3 separate regions of the Mus musculus genome follow, and all the other regions are linked to region 2. The links are chromatin contacts, called in public HiChIP or PLAC-seq maps. All regions are on one chromosome and are shown on one strand. Each heading gives the region's core, a stretch centred on a gene start, on an enhancer-like site or on the middle of the called end of the contact. The rest is flanking DNA. Distances are from core to core; before and after follow the strand shown.

Evidence for each region. HiChIP or PLAC-seq counts read pairs in DNA pulled down with a chosen protein or histone mark.
Region 1: an H3K4me3 HiChIP or PLAC-seq map of bone marrow-derived macrophages shows a contact between it and region 2, with 3 times the contacts expected there. The contact joins the enhancer-like site here to the promoter of Spata2 in region 2. A contact is called at or near these places in 2 of 484 Hi-C or Micro-C datasets (CD4 T cells and bone marrow-derived macrophages), 13 of 115 datasets of contacts at active chromatin or transcription factors (the 230-238 cell line, the SCID.adh cell line, bone marrow-derived macrophages and 7 more) and 4 of 9 other capture datasets (adipose tissue, embryonic stem cells, liver and 1 more).
Region 3: a contact with region 2 is called in an H3K4me3 HiChIP or PLAC-seq map of embryonic stem cells, with 23 read pairs. The contact joins the promoter of Ptgis here to the promoter of Spata2 in region 2. A contact is called at or near these places in 3 of 39 promoter capture datasets (the C10 cell line, neural stem cells and stem cell-derived epiblast-like cells), 2 of 15 datasets of contacts at CTCF or cohesin (large pre-B cells and pro-B cells), 11 of 484 Hi-C or Micro-C datasets (cerebellar granule neurons and embryonic stem cells), 24 of 115 datasets of contacts at active chromatin or transcription factors (the 230-238 cell line, the SCID.adh cell line, bone marrow-derived macrophages and 12 more) and 2 of 9 other capture datasets (embryonic stem cells and liver).

What each region holds. Positions count from the first base shown.
Region 1 is chr2:167,316,310-167,320,805 of GRCm38.p6, forward strand. All of the region lies in intron 1 of B4galt5 (UDP-Gal:betaGlcNAc beta 1,4-galactosyltransferase, polypeptide 5), which reads right to left. Among named protein-coding and RNA genes, the nearest start is that of B4galt5, 31 kb to the right of the region's middle. Within about 2 kb of position 2,917, at least 128 of the 459 cell types and tissues checked have an H3K27ac peak or open chromatin away from gene starts, as enhancers often do. A contact at or near this core is called in the SCID.adh cell line, adipose tissue, bone marrow-derived macrophages and 6 more, where this site is marked.
Region 2 is chr2:167,489,172-167,494,165 of GRCm38.p6, forward strand. Spata2 (spermatogenesis associated 2) reads right to left here and starts at 3,703. Exons shown (of 3, transcript NM_170756.2): 1 at 3,588-3,703. It also overlaps a transcript of Rnf114 not described here.
Region 3 is chr2:167,237,165-167,241,949 of GRCm38.p6, forward strand. Ptgis (prostaglandin I2 (prostacyclin) synthase) reads right to left here and starts at 3,441. Exons shown (of 10, transcript NM_008968.4): 1 at 3,180-3,441. The coding sequence starts at 3,256.

The sequences.
Region 1 (4,496 bases), core at 1,667-4,166, 170 kb before region 2:
GTGTGTGCTTGTTAGCTGTGTGTGTGCTTGTTAGCTGGTGCCCCGCTGACCTTGGACTCCTCTGCAGTTCAGGGTCCCCTTTTAGGCCTGGCTTTGGGGTCAAGCTGACTCTCTGGATAAAGGTGCTTTGGTGAATCTTGACCACCTGCGTCTGACGCCTGGATTCAGGTTGTAGGCGACCTGACTCTTGAGAACTTCCATCCCTCATAAGTAATACATTTCACTAAAAATTTCAATTGTCTTGCAACGTGTTATACTAATAGTTTGTGAATACTGTCTCCTGAATGAGTCCTATCATTTGACTAAGAAGTTCATGTATACACACACTCACTAAAGCTCTTCTGTTTAACCACAGGAATATGCCTAACCCTGAAAAAAATAAAAGAACAAGAAGGCAAATATTGCCAAACAAAGAGAAACAGTCACAGATCCAGACTCAGCCTGCCTAGGACCAGCACCATCTAACAAACACCATGCAGAAAGAATGATTTCCAAGAACTCAGGCAATCTGCAGTACACTGCCATCTGCAAAGAAAATTCCACTTTGGACTGGGTCCAAAATGTTCCCCAGTGATGTTCGACAAAATTTTTTACTCAACTTTCCCAGCCCCTCCAGACAACCCCACTTCCATGTGTGTCCCTCCTACATTGTCTTAACCTCCAACTCGGCTGTGCTAAGGACAGCCTCAGCTGTCCACAATGACAACACTGATGCCCATGCTGACAGTCCAGGTGCAAAGAGCAAGCTGTTCATCTGCTACCCAAAAACTGCCAACTGCAGCCCCGCCCCCCATCAGAAGGCTCCACAGCAGACAGCTCAAGGCTCCTGCTACTCCCCAAACCAGCACCTGGCCCTGCCATGTCACCAGAAACATCAACAGACTCTCTACAGAATCAGCTGGCAGAAAATCTGTTTAGGGTATTTCTGGTAATAAACCCACCAGTCCTTGGCTAGAGTCACTAGAGACCTGCTAACTATGGGTAGAGAGCAGCCATACATAGTGTATTACTAATTCATACTAAGCTTGCTGGAGGCAAAATCCCCTTAATATTATTAGAGAAGCTGCTAAGTGCCCTCCTGTCAAACACCAAGTGACTGGCAGTGACAGATTGTACAGGACCCTATAAGTATCGCACCCTTCTGTTATATGCACAAGTCACCAAGATGAACTGCATACAGAAACTTTTAAGTCATGACTAAACTTAGTCATGCAAGCCAATGTCCAGCCAGATGTGGGGCGCACACCTTTAGTCCCAGCACTTGGGAGGCAGAGGCAAGCGGATTTCTGAGTTCGAGGCCAGCCTGGTCTACAGAGTGAGTTCCAGGACAGCAAGGGCTATACAGAGAAACCCTGTCTCGAAAAACAAACAAACAAACAAACAAACAAACAAACAAGCCAATGTCCAAGCAGACACACGGACCTCCAGTCTGAACCCCTACGTCGCCCACCGACTTTATGAGAAGATATTGTCTTAACCCTCTTTCCATACCAGTGAACACGTTTTGTTTCAAATGACTTTTAGAGTGTTAGCCATGTGGTTAGTGAAGTCAGAATCTCGGAACTACAAAGCCCAGTGCTCCAGGACATAGAGTGACTTTACACTGACAAGCAGTACTTCCCACCACCGTGGTTCTGATCAACGCTGGTTGAACTGCAGTTAAAAGCCAATTTTAGCTTGAAAGCCAACTGTGAGGTGCCCAGCCCAGTCAGCAAATGCCTCCCACAGACTTTAGCCTTCTCTTGTAGAAGCGGGAGAAAGCATGGGGTTGGGGGAGGCTGAGACAGCACAGAGCAGGCATCAGTTAAGGAAGGCTGTCCAGTGTGGGATGCTAAAGTGACACTTTGCACAGATCAGTCTTGCTGATGGATGACACTAATTATTACCCGGCCCCATGCCTACACTGAGGAATCTCTTATAACCATGACACAGATAAGAAAAATAAACTCTTCCTCGAAGCTGTGGCTTACTCGGAGCATTTCCAGGCACAGAGCTGGCGTCTCCTCTTTCCTCCTGAGTTCTAATCCACCTGCAGTTGTCTCTTGCACACACAGAAAAAAAAATCCCTAACAAAACTACCAGATTGGGAAGAAAATAACGGGACATAATGAAGCCAAGAGGCAAAGAGAGATCAAGAGCAAACCCAGGCAGGAGTCTTTACTGTAGACCTGTGCACTGGTTAGTGTGCCTAGGGAGCAAGGCACAGCACAGTGGGAGCTGTCTCGGGTGTGAGCACCATGCTGAAAGCCATGGCCTTGAAGGAAGTGTCCAGGACTAGACCTCAGCGGGCCAACTAATCAATACTCAGAACAAATAAATCCCCACCCTGCAAAACACCAAGGTTCCATCCAAAGCCAACCCTGGGACCTGCTCCTTCCTGCAAAGCTGCGACAGGAAGAGCCTGTACTGCACAGTGAGTTCTGACCATTCCTGCAGAAGCAAGACAATGTTCTGCAGTTCAACCTGGTCCTCGCAGCAATAAGGCTCAGTCTTGGTCTGTGTGATGGGTAAATGGGTTAAAAATCTGTAACCTGTTTGATCTTCAAGACCTACACTCTGGAAGGCACCCGGGGTGATGTCTCTGTCACATGGGTATCACAGAGGACCAAGGCTCACATGTCGAAAGACAGTAATGTGTCACCAGTGTGTGGAATACTTTCAAAGTGCTCTGACATCTATGACTAACATCAGCTGTGTTTCTGAATAACTGAATCCCACCCTAAGCACCAGAGGTTACAGAGTCCCAGCTCTCCCTCGGCTGTCAGGGAAGACGAACTCACTGATTCTGCTTCTCCTGGCTTCCTATGGGGTCAGTGTACTTCCTGCTTCCTGCCGCACTGCTGAGTTTCCTAACGCCTGTGTGTGAGACCTCTGAGGTCACTGACTTGCAGGCTATTTGTTGCCTTTGAGTCACAGAAGCAGGAACAGAGGTCTGCCTAGGTCATCTGACCTGGCAAAGCCAGGTTTCACAGCTGGGCTGTCTCTGCAGTCCAGTTTCCCAAGTGCCCCAAACCATCCTCGTGTTATTCTCTGATATGATCTTTTTACTGTCAGGGTCACATGCTCAACTGATTCCCAGTATTCTTCAGTGCCAGGCACCAACACAATATGCCAGGAGCCATTCCGAGCACCTTCAGAGATTTACAGTTTTAAAAACTTGATGCTCAAATGAGAGTCATCGACTTAAACATTTCAAATTTCCTCACTGCACACACTGAGACAGCATAGCGACAGGTTATGACAAACATGAGTTTCTTTTTAAACAGAAGCTATAAAGCTAGAGAAAGATGGCTCAGGAGTTAGCATTCACTGAACAATCATAAGAACCAGAATTCAGATCCCAGCATCCACGCAATGAACCTGGCACTCCAGCTCCAAGGTGTGCATAGACAGGGGATCCCTGGGGCTTGCTGGCTTTGAGTCTAGCTGAGGAAACTCAAACTCTAGGTCCCTGGAGAAGAATCTGCTTCAGAGGCACAGGGGAGCACACACGGGCACACATGGGCACAGGGGAGCACACACGGGCACACACGGGCACAGGGGAGCACACACGGGCACACACGGGCACACACGGGCACAGGGGAGCACACACGGGCACACACGGGCACAGGGGAGCACACACAGGCACACCTGCACTCAAACACAGACACTTATTTTAGTATATGAGTACACTGTAGCTGTCTTCAGACACACCAAAAGAGGGCATCGGATCCCATTACAGATGGTTGTGAGCGACTATGTGGTTGCTGGGAATTGAACTCAGATCCTCCGAAAAAGGAGTCAGTGCTTTTAACTGCTGAGCCATCCCTCCAGCCCCAACAAATAAATCTTTAAAAAAAAAAAAAGTTATAAAAAGCAAGTGTGGTGGTTCAGGGCTGTAATCTCAGCAGAGACCTGAGTCAAGAGGATTGGGAATTCAAGGGTGTCATCATCTTTATAAGTGTTTGAGGCTAGCCTGGGCTACATGGGACCCTGGTTTGTTTTGTTTTTGTTTGTTTTAAAGCCATTCCTGGTAATCCATACCTTTAATCCCAGCTCTCGGGAGGCAGAGGAAGGCCACCTAAGGTTACATAGTGAGACCCCATATCAAAAACAGGTAAACAAACCAAGAAAAAGATTGATTTCTAGAAAGCAAAAATAAAAAGCTACATCTCTTTCCTCTAAAATGCAAGGAGACTTTTGGCTGCAGAATTTGCACGCACACATTATCACATCCTTTAAATGCTTTGGAGCAACAGAAAGTGTTTAAGGAAACTGGAAGTGGAATCACACAGGCCAAAGGGCGAACACAGGCTTTCATTTCAAGCTAACTGGGGAGAAACTGCCTGTTGCTCCCCAAGGCCTTCTGATCCCAGACACAAAAGCCACTTAGTTTATCGCAGGTTGTTTCCAGTCAACTTATTTCCAAATATTAGAAAATAAAATAATTAACAGCTATGCAGTGTCTTGCAAACAATCCTACAAACTTGCCAATCATTCATTTATTTATTTATTTA
Region 2 (4,994 bases), core at 2,453-4,952:
CGATCCAGGTCTTGAAGCTGGGAGATACAAGTTTCTGACCTGGATCTTGGCATGGAGATCTTGAGGCACAGTGGCTATGAATCCCAGGAGACTGAAGCAAAGAGATCTGAGTTCAAGGCCAGCCTGGGACAAAAACAAGTCCCAGATCCAGGCGTGGTGTCCCACCTTTAATCTGGGCCACACCTTCTGCTGAAGACCTGCATAAGGACATGGGAAGAAGGAAGCTTGGCTCTTCTTTGCCTGCTTGCACTTACTTGCCAGCACATCTGTTGGAACCCACTAGCCCCGTGGGACTGAGCAACTACTGGATCCTCAGACTTCCCATTCACAGCTGACCATAGTTGGGGAGCTGGGCTACAGACTGTAAGTCATCACAACAAATTCCCTTACTATAGAGAGACTATCCATAAGTTCTGTGACTCTAGAGAATCCTAACAATATACCAGCCCTCAAGAGGCTGAGGCAGGAGGACTGCCACTCACTTAAGCCCTGTCTGGACGACTCTCAAGAAGAACAGGCTGAAAGAGGAGAAGGGCAATAGCAAATGAATGCCTGCAATCCCAGCACTCGGGTTAGAATGGGAAGATCTCTAAGAGTTCAAGGCCAGCCTGGGCTACAGAGAGCAGGGCACTGTGCACACTGTAGCCAGCACTGGAGGAAAAGAGAGAGAAAAGAAAGAATGAAGAAAAAAGAAAAAGAACGTGGCCAGGCGGTGGTGGCGCATGCCTTTAATCCCAGCACTTGGGAGACAGAGGCAGGTGGATTTCTGAGTTTGAGGCCAGCCTGGTCTACTAAGTGAGTTCCAGGATAGCCAGGGATATACAGAGAAACCCTGTCTTGAAAAAACACAAAAAAACAAAAACCAAAAAAAAAAAAAAAAGAAAGAAAGAAAGAAAGAAAGAAAGAAAGAAAGAAAGAAAGAAAAAGAAAAGAAAAAGAAGGAAGGAGAGAGGGAAGAAAAGGAGGCAGTGGTGGCTGGAGAGATGGCTCGGTGGTTAAAAACACCTGTCCTTACAGGGAACTTGCGCTTGATTTCCAGCACCCATATAATGGCTCACAGCTGCCCATAACTCCAGTGCCAGAGGATCCAACTCCCTCTTCTGACTTCTGTGCACACCCGGATGCCCAGAGTGCACAGGCATATACACATTAAAAAAAAAAATGGGGCGGAGAGAGGGTATAGGGGGCTTTGGGGATAGCATTTGAAATGTAAATGAAGAAAATATCTAATAAAAATAATGTCTTCCTAAAAAAAATGTGTGTGCGTGGTGGGAGAGGTGTGGAGAGATTGCTCAATGGTTAAAAGCACTGTCTGCTTTTACAGAGAACCTGGATTTAATTCCCAGAACCCACATGGGGGCTTACAACAGCCTGTAACTCTAGCCCCAGGGAATCTGACACTCTTTTAGAGACTCACAGTCCAAACATGCATGAAAACAAAATACCCAATCACATAAAATAAAAATAATGAAAGAAAATTTAAAGTGGAAAGATTAAGAGAAAGTCATGCAATCTCTGGCTTCCTCTTTGGCTAGATGCACAGGTGTGAACACCAGAAAACAACCACACAAAGCGGGGTAAGAGAATGAAACAGTGAACAAGGGCCTACTACGTTCCAAGTGGCACGACAGGCTCCCCAGTTTAATCACATCTGCCACTGCATCCTTGAAGCAATTGGGGAAACAGAGGCTCAGCTGCAATCAATGTCTCTGGCAGAGCCAAAAGGGCCAACAGGCCCCAAGAACTGACTTCCTCTCATTCAGCTCACTTGTTTCTGGCTACAATTGGTACCAATTACAAAGGGGTCACCACAAGCAGGCCCCGTGCCAGCTGCTCAAAAATCAGTAAGATCCATAGGATGACTCTAATATTTCAGAAGAAACTGAAGTCACAGGGCCAAGAAGGAGCGGATCTGAGACCTGGATTTGAATCTAACCCTAGGCAAAAGCCATCTTCTTGCTGCATCTTCTGGACTGGGCTCCTTGAGAGGCTTGGTCAGTCAAAACGCCCTATGGCTGGGAAGCAAAGTCTGGTAGTAGCAAAACTGCCATCTTCCCACACCAATCTCTTTGTGATGTAAGCTCAAAAGCCCAGGAGAAAGGCTGGCCAGAGACCAGCCAGCAGTGAGGCAGTTACATCATCCCTGCTGAATAAGAATACAGGCTGCCTTGTGGCTGGCCCTAACTGCTGTCTTTTCTGAGCACAGAGCCAGCAATTTATTCCCAACACTCTAGAAAACACAACAAAAAACACGTTCTTTGCTAAACACAGCCTGGTTACTGGAGAGCAAGACAGCCCAGAGACAGAAGCTGTTAATTTCTCCAAGCAACCCAATGACTGGAATGCCAAGCCATACCAGGCTGGCAGGGGGAAAAAAATAAAGCTCTGTGAATATCCGGAACACATAAGCAGAAGGATGCTTAGTGCCATCGGCTCTGGGTGGCACCTCCTGCACTTATCTGGGCCCCTTTGTAAAGCAATTCAGTGAAGACGAGGCTGGCGCACAGTCGCCAGGACCCAGTGTGGAAAGCTGAACGCATTTAAAATTCAGCTAAACAGAACCAAAATAATCCGGGAAGGAGAGCAATGGTTCACCTTTATCTTTGCTGGCCCACTCAAGAAAAATAAGCCCCGTGGCAACGCTGAAATGCATTCCCTCTCTATACTGGCACATGCTATTTGGGTCCCAGTTCTCCAACTACATGTTTACACATCCCTGATCCAGCTTCAGTCTCCACACAGGATCAGGGATGTGGCTCTACCACCGTTCCCTCCTCCCAACCTCTATGCATTCATTCTAAGCAAGAGGCTCCCAGATCCACCCCTGGCATCTCCTACTGGCTGTAAAACAATACAAGGGCCCTACACCCCTACTAGCCTACAGAAACACTGCCACCGGGGCCTTCCAAAGCTCTGAAAACAACCTTGGCTGTGCTGGAGCCTGGCTTCCCTCCCCGGAGAGCCTCTCTCGGTTCTGAAGGGAGCCAAGTCCCCTCTCTACAGGGAATGTAAACCTGTGGCGGCTACTCCAAGCTCTGCGAGCCGTCTTCCTCTGACCGACATGGCAGCGGGGAAAACGCCCAAGCTCAAAGGAAGGAGTTCCCACTGGTGGTGTCTTTTGTCGGTGGTGCTGGGGACTAGGGTCAGAACCCAGGGCATCGCACAAACTGGGCAAGCTCTCGCAAACGCCCCTCCGTCTGTCACTGAAATACCGGGACCTGTCATAACATCGCTGCTGCACCCCGACACCGTGCAACACCCGGGTCCTCTTTCCACGCCCACCGCGGGCCCGGAAGGCCGCCGCGTCCCTCCTCCATAGACCGGGAGACCAAGGATCCCGAAGCAGAGCGACTCAGCCAAGGTCACTCGGTAAATCCAAAGCTAGATCAGCCTCCCCTCCCTACTGAGAGCCATAGCGCGGTGCCTGCCCCCGGGGGCGCCGGGGGCGCCGGGGGCGCGTGTGCCATCACCGGGGAGCCAGTGCTGCGACCAGCCGCCCGGAGCCGCCGCGGCCGCGGGACAGAGCCGAGGGCCTGGCCGGTGACAGCGCGCGCAGGGGTCCACCCTCCTGCCCCACCCGCACTCACCCACCGCTGCCTGCCAGGAAAGCGAGCGCCTCCAAAGCACAGGCCCACACGGCCCGGCCGCTCCCGCCGGCTCCGGGAACCGAGAACAGTACCGGGGGCAAAAGCAGCCCGGAAGTATTTGTTCCGGAAGTGACGCACGAAGGCGGGCCCTGAGGAAGGCTGGATCGCGGCTGCGCGCTGGGCCCAGGCGTGAGCGGCGGAAGCCTGTGGCGAGCTGGTGTACGCGAGGAACGGAGAGGCGGCGGCAGTAGGCGGAGGGCAAGCGCTTCTCCGTAGAACCGGACCTCACTCCTAGGGACCGCGGGGAGGCACGAGCGGAACCCGGAAGCAAATTAACTGGAAGTGACGCGCGGAGCTTCACCGACGCTGGCTGGCCGGGTTGTCATGGAAACAGGTTGCTGAGCGAGCGGGGAGATTGGTTTTTGTTTTCTTGGGGTTTTTTTTCACCTCATCAACTTCCCCTTGGTCAGGACAGTGCTGGAGAGCCCGGACTGACAGGAAGACCTGCGATCCCATTTCAATGAAGGAACGACGGAGGTCATGCGAGACTGGAGAGGGCCTTGGGTGTTACTGCTGGCTATGGAGGTTAAGGATGCCGGTGGGGTGGGGTGGCGGGGTCAAAAAGGCTTAGGAGAGGGCTCTGCAGTTTGCACTTGTTGCTTGCAGAGTACCTGGGTTCCGTTCCCAGCACCCACGTGGCGGGTTACAACCATCCATTAACACCAGTACCAGCGGATCTGACCTCTCACCTCCACGGTTATCTGGCATGTACGTGATGCACATAGGTAGATTCAGGCAACATGCTCATATAGGTAAAAGGAAATTGCTACATAGGGAAACTCTTTCTCAAGTAATAACTGGGCATTATTATTATTAATGGAAATAGTAGATTCCTATTAATTCATAGACGACCTCACTGTGTGGTTCTGTAATCCTAACTATTTGGAAAGCTGAGTCAGGAGGAGTGTGAGTTTAAAGCTAGGGTGAGTAACTTATCGAGCTCCTCCCTCAAAAAAATAAATAAATAAATAAAAGGTTGGAGCTGCAGCCCAGTCCTAGAACCCTTGTCTAGATTGTGTGTATTTCCTGGGTTCCATTCCAAACAAGGAAAAAAAGAGGGTGGGGAGACACCCAGTGTGGACTTAACTGGCTACTAGCAGTGTGTCCTTGATCTTGCCACTTAGTCTCTGACCTGCATCATAATACCTGCTAAAAGCAATAGCAACAACAACAATAATAATACCAGCTCCCTGGTGAGATGTAGCCAGAATGAATTACATAGAAACTGCTAGCCAGGCAGTGGTGGTGCATGCCTTTAATCCCAGCACTTGGGAGGCAGAGGCAGGCAGATCTCTGAGTTCGAGGCCAGCCTGGTCTACAGAGTGAGTTCCAGGACAGCCACGGCTA
Region 3 (4,785 bases), core at 2,191-4,690, 250 kb before region 2:
AGAAATGGCTTGGTGGTTAAAAGGCCTCAGGTTCAGTTCCTAACAGCCATATGATAACCACCTATAAGCGGATGCTTTCTTCTGCTGTCTAAGGCGGCAGGCACACATATGATATACAAATGTTCATGAAGGGGGGAAACAATCCCTGCCAGTCCGAAGAGGGTCACAGAGCAGACTCAGGCCACGCCATGCCCAGGTAACACCAAGCTCACACTTCCCCACCCAGTTTCTCCGTGTGCTTCCAGAGAAATAGCGCCCCCTAAAGGCACTGGGCGCACCTCCCAGTTATTTCCACTTCCTTCACTGGACCCCCAGCCCAGAAACAGACCGTGTATAGGAGCCCTGGGGGACTTCAAAATGACATCCGGGTGGCATTGTTTGACTCTCACTTAGAGTCTATGGTAAGACACAGGGACTCCCTGCCTTGGGTTGGGACCAAGGAATTTCTTGTTTCTTCAGTTTGGTAGCCTAGACCTGAGCTTGACAGTCCACCCTGAGCCTGACTGACAGTCCACCCTGAGCCTGACAGTGGAAAGCATGGATCCCTCGATGTGTGTCCTGATGGGGATGGGCCCATTTCATCACAGAACTGAGCTCAGAGCAGTCAAAACGTAACCAGGAGGTTTGTTGCCATCTTGCCCAGTGACCTATCAGGATGGAGGCAAGAGTGTGACTTGGTCACCATCTTGACGAGTGACATCATCAAGATGATGAAGGCTATGGACCAACCACATGGCATAACTAAGATGGCAGGTCCCCTTACCACGGAGACGTCAGAGGATCACTGCACCCCTAGAAGTTCTACAACACAGGCATTCAGTCCCACGTCCAAACCCCTGTCTGGTTTTGGTTCTTCACCTAATTCGGTCATGGAAATGGGAGTTCCAAAGGAGATGCCAACACACGGACTCTGTTGCCAGGGAAGTCAACGTGCTTTCATATCAAACTAAGAAATAACCATAGTCCGCTTCGGAGGAGTTTTTGAAAGTCTGACATGTTGTTTTATATGATGTTTTTACTGGTTTTTAGAGGGGTCTTAGAGATTTCCCAGCCATGCTCCGAGAATTAACCAAACATCACTGGGAAATGACTGACATGGCCAGACCTGGGAGGTTCATGTGAATTTACAGCAGGCCAGGGCTGTGTCTTGGAAAAGTACAGAAGATTAGAGACAAGACGGATGGTCAGGTGCTAATCAAGCTACTGCCAGCCAGGCTCAGGTCACCGTGCAGCCTTTTCCGAAAAGAAATTACCCGACTAGGTTTTTGGTTTTTTGTTTTTTTCTTCCCTGCTTTGTCTCTGTGTTTCTTTGTGCAACAGTAGGCTCTTCTTTTCTAACACCCAGAGGTATAAAAAACAGTTTCATACCAAGATAAAAGAACTCTCAGATTGTCAGCCAACAAGAATCAGCCCAAACCTTGCTGCTGGGAGGTGTTCACCCTTCACTGCCATCATCATCACCACTACCATCATCATCACCATTGTCATCACCATCATCTCATCTCTTTAGACGCTGAGAACTGGGACAGAGGACACTAACTTGCCCCACAGGCAGGGAGGGACCGTCCCTGCTGAGAGAACAGCCAGAGGCCCTGCCTCACACGGTCCATCCTCTTCCTTGCTGCTGTACCTGCCCCAGGGTGTCGCACAGGCTACAGACCCCAGCAGACAACAAAAAGCACCATGTGTGGAACACAAAAAACTATTCAAGTAGGGCCGGCAAGATGGCTCCGCGGGTAAAGGTGTCTGCCACCAACCTGATGACCTGAATTGGATCCTCAGGACCCACATGGTGAGAACTGACACCTGTAAGTCATCCTCTGACATGGGTACCACGTGCACATGGGTACCACGGTGCACACACATCCATACACACACTAAAACAAATATATAGAACGCGTTTTAAAAAGAATGCTCTCACAACAACCAGAAAGCCCACGGGCAAAAACACGGGCAGAATGGATAAAGATAAAGCCCACGAACACCTGCCCAGAAGTGGAAACAGATGTCACCTCTAACATCTGGTGTGAGAAAGGAAATGCTGGAAGCCGAAAACACAGATCTGGTGCGGAGAGAGCCCACAGCTAAAGACACCCAGCTATTCCTAACAGGAACGGCTCTTGAATTTTCGTTCCCTCCTTTTGGGGCCGATAAGCGAATATATGGTTTTAACTTTCACCTGGAAGCGAGCCTGGGGTGAGCTCAGCTCACACATTGTTTAAAAACTCAAGTCTCGGGGGTTTCTGGGCTTTTCAGGCGCTCTAATGTAAACACGCAGCAGAGCTGCCCCCATCATCCGAGCTGGAGTCCAAGGAGGAGAGCAACTCTCGAAACATCTGGGGATGTGGGGTTGGACAAGCCCAGGCCCTGGAAGCTGACTGCGGAGACTGATGGACATTCCAGAGTCTGAAATTCAGCTACTAGGCAGGGACCAGGGCTGGCTTCTAAATGGGACAAACACCCTAAAAGAATATAGGATGCAAGCCTCCGGAGGGGTAGCAGGAGGGAAGGCGATAACATTTGCCACTTCTCTGAAACTCTCAAACTAGTCTGCAGTAGTGAATATGTGTCTGGAGGGGGAAGACTAGTTTTTGTTTGTTTTGTTTGTTTGTTTGTTTGTTTGTTTTTTAAATCTGGAAAGTTCTGCCCAAATCGAGCAACAGGAAAGGCCTGGGGAAGGGAGAAGGAGAGTCAGGGTGGGAAGGGACTTGCTTGGTTTAAATCAAATGTATTCTGATTCTGTGCTATTCAAACTAATTTTTAAATGCCTTACACAAAGACCTACTGCCAGACGGACTCCCTGGGATGAAGAGAAGTTTTTGGTTTTTCTCCTAAATGGCAGAGTTGCCACAAAGCACTACACTTTTAAAGGACCAAGGATCTGTTTCGACTCTACCCAAATTTCTACGCTGGCAGGTATGTCCTGGATCCCATATTAGACCCTCATCCATGAGTGGGAATTCCTCGATCAGTGTGACCGTGGCCAGGCATCGCGGCCAGTCCCCAGCCTCAGCGTTCCCACCCGGGATGGAGCCACAGAAAGTCTAGGAGTCCAGGGCGTGGGACACCGTGCAGGCTACAGAGTGGGTAGTACCAACACTGTCCGGGTCCCACGCCGCCGACCCTGAATTTCACCTGGCGTCCTTTCCGCACCCTGACGGGTCACGGGGAATACTCACCGCGCGCGCCGGCGGCTCAGCAGCAGCAGCAACAGCAATAGCACGGCCAGGAGGCCGAGCAGAGCAGCCCAGGACATGGCTCGAGGGTGTGCGGCTGCAGGGTGGCAACAAGTCACCGCCACCAACACCGGACCGCAGGATTCTCAACCCAGCCAGCCCCAAAGGCCCCGACTCTAGGGGTCCGACTGGAAAACGTGGATGGAGAGGAAGGAGCGGGAAGGGAGGGATGGCCGGGCTGCCGCAGAGGAGAGGAGAGGGGGTTGGGGAGGCGGGCCCCTGGTGGTGGTGGAAGGGGGCAGAGAGGAGGAGACTGGACCAAAGCGGACCAGGGGAGCCTTCCGGCCACATTCTTGCAACCACGGTTCCCAGCCCATCCCCCACGCCAGCCCTGTCCCCCTCACCAGGAACTAAAGCCACACAAGACTGCCCCAAGCCCACAGACCTGACTGTGGTGACGATCGCAAGCTGTCTGTGGTCATATTACATTAGGGAGTCAAACCCCATCCCTGCTTTACTTACACACACACACACACACACACACACACACACACACACACCACTTAACACTCTGGATGGACTTAGCCTAGAGGAGTGTTTCTTTCGAAGACCAATGGTCAGGGCTATACTTATCTGAGAGCAGCCAATGTGTCTGCCAAGAAAAGGTGATTGTAGACTTTCTCCCAGGTGTTAGGGAAAGGTGAAGCTGGGTCCCCCACCCTAGTCCTGACAGTGTTCCTCTTGTATGTTCCCATCTGCTCCTCCCATCCCCCAAGTTGTTACCCCAGCTGACCCTCTGGCTTCTGGGTTCATTTTCTGTAGTCACACTTCCCCACAGTACCAGAGCTGAGCCTGTAAGCCCCAGCACTTGGAAGGTGGAGGCAGGAGGATGAGGGGGCATTCAAGGCCAGATTTGGCTACACAGTGAGTTGGAAACCAATCTGAGCTCCATATACCCAGTCATCTCTCTCTTTCTCTCTCTCTCTCTCTCTCTCTCTCTCTCTCTCTCTCTCTCTCTCTCTCTCTCTCACACACACACACACACACACACACACAAACACACGCACACGCCCTACCAGAACCTTCCCTATACTTGCCCAGAGCCTACCATCCTACCACAGCTCCTTGTCACTCAGAACACAGCTACATTCCTACATGCTCCCTCCAGAACAAACACATTTGCTGAGGCCACCCTTACCAGTAAACCTTGTCCTCTACCCGAAAGAGCAAGCCAATTAACTGATACTCAGGTCCAAAGCCCACTACTTTGGTTTCTCTGTATTTCTGAAGCAATCAGGGGAAAAGGCTGACAAAGGAGAGTGGACTTGTTTATCGGCCAAAGCAGGCTAAGACCTATTCTCTCTCTCCATGTCTATGGCAGGTCTTAACATTTATAGACACCCATGAGACAAAGGCCAGAGGGTAAGCAGATGGGTAGATTCAGCTGTGGGAGTTTTGCCAGTCCTTCTCTATTTTCCAGGAAGGTGACTGGCGCCCCAGGTTGACCCGTTACCTGGGTTGTCAGCATGAGGGGCTGTTGTATGTTCACAAGTTAAGCTGACAGACACCACCAACACTTTGTCTATTCCTCCGTCTGGATGAATATGAG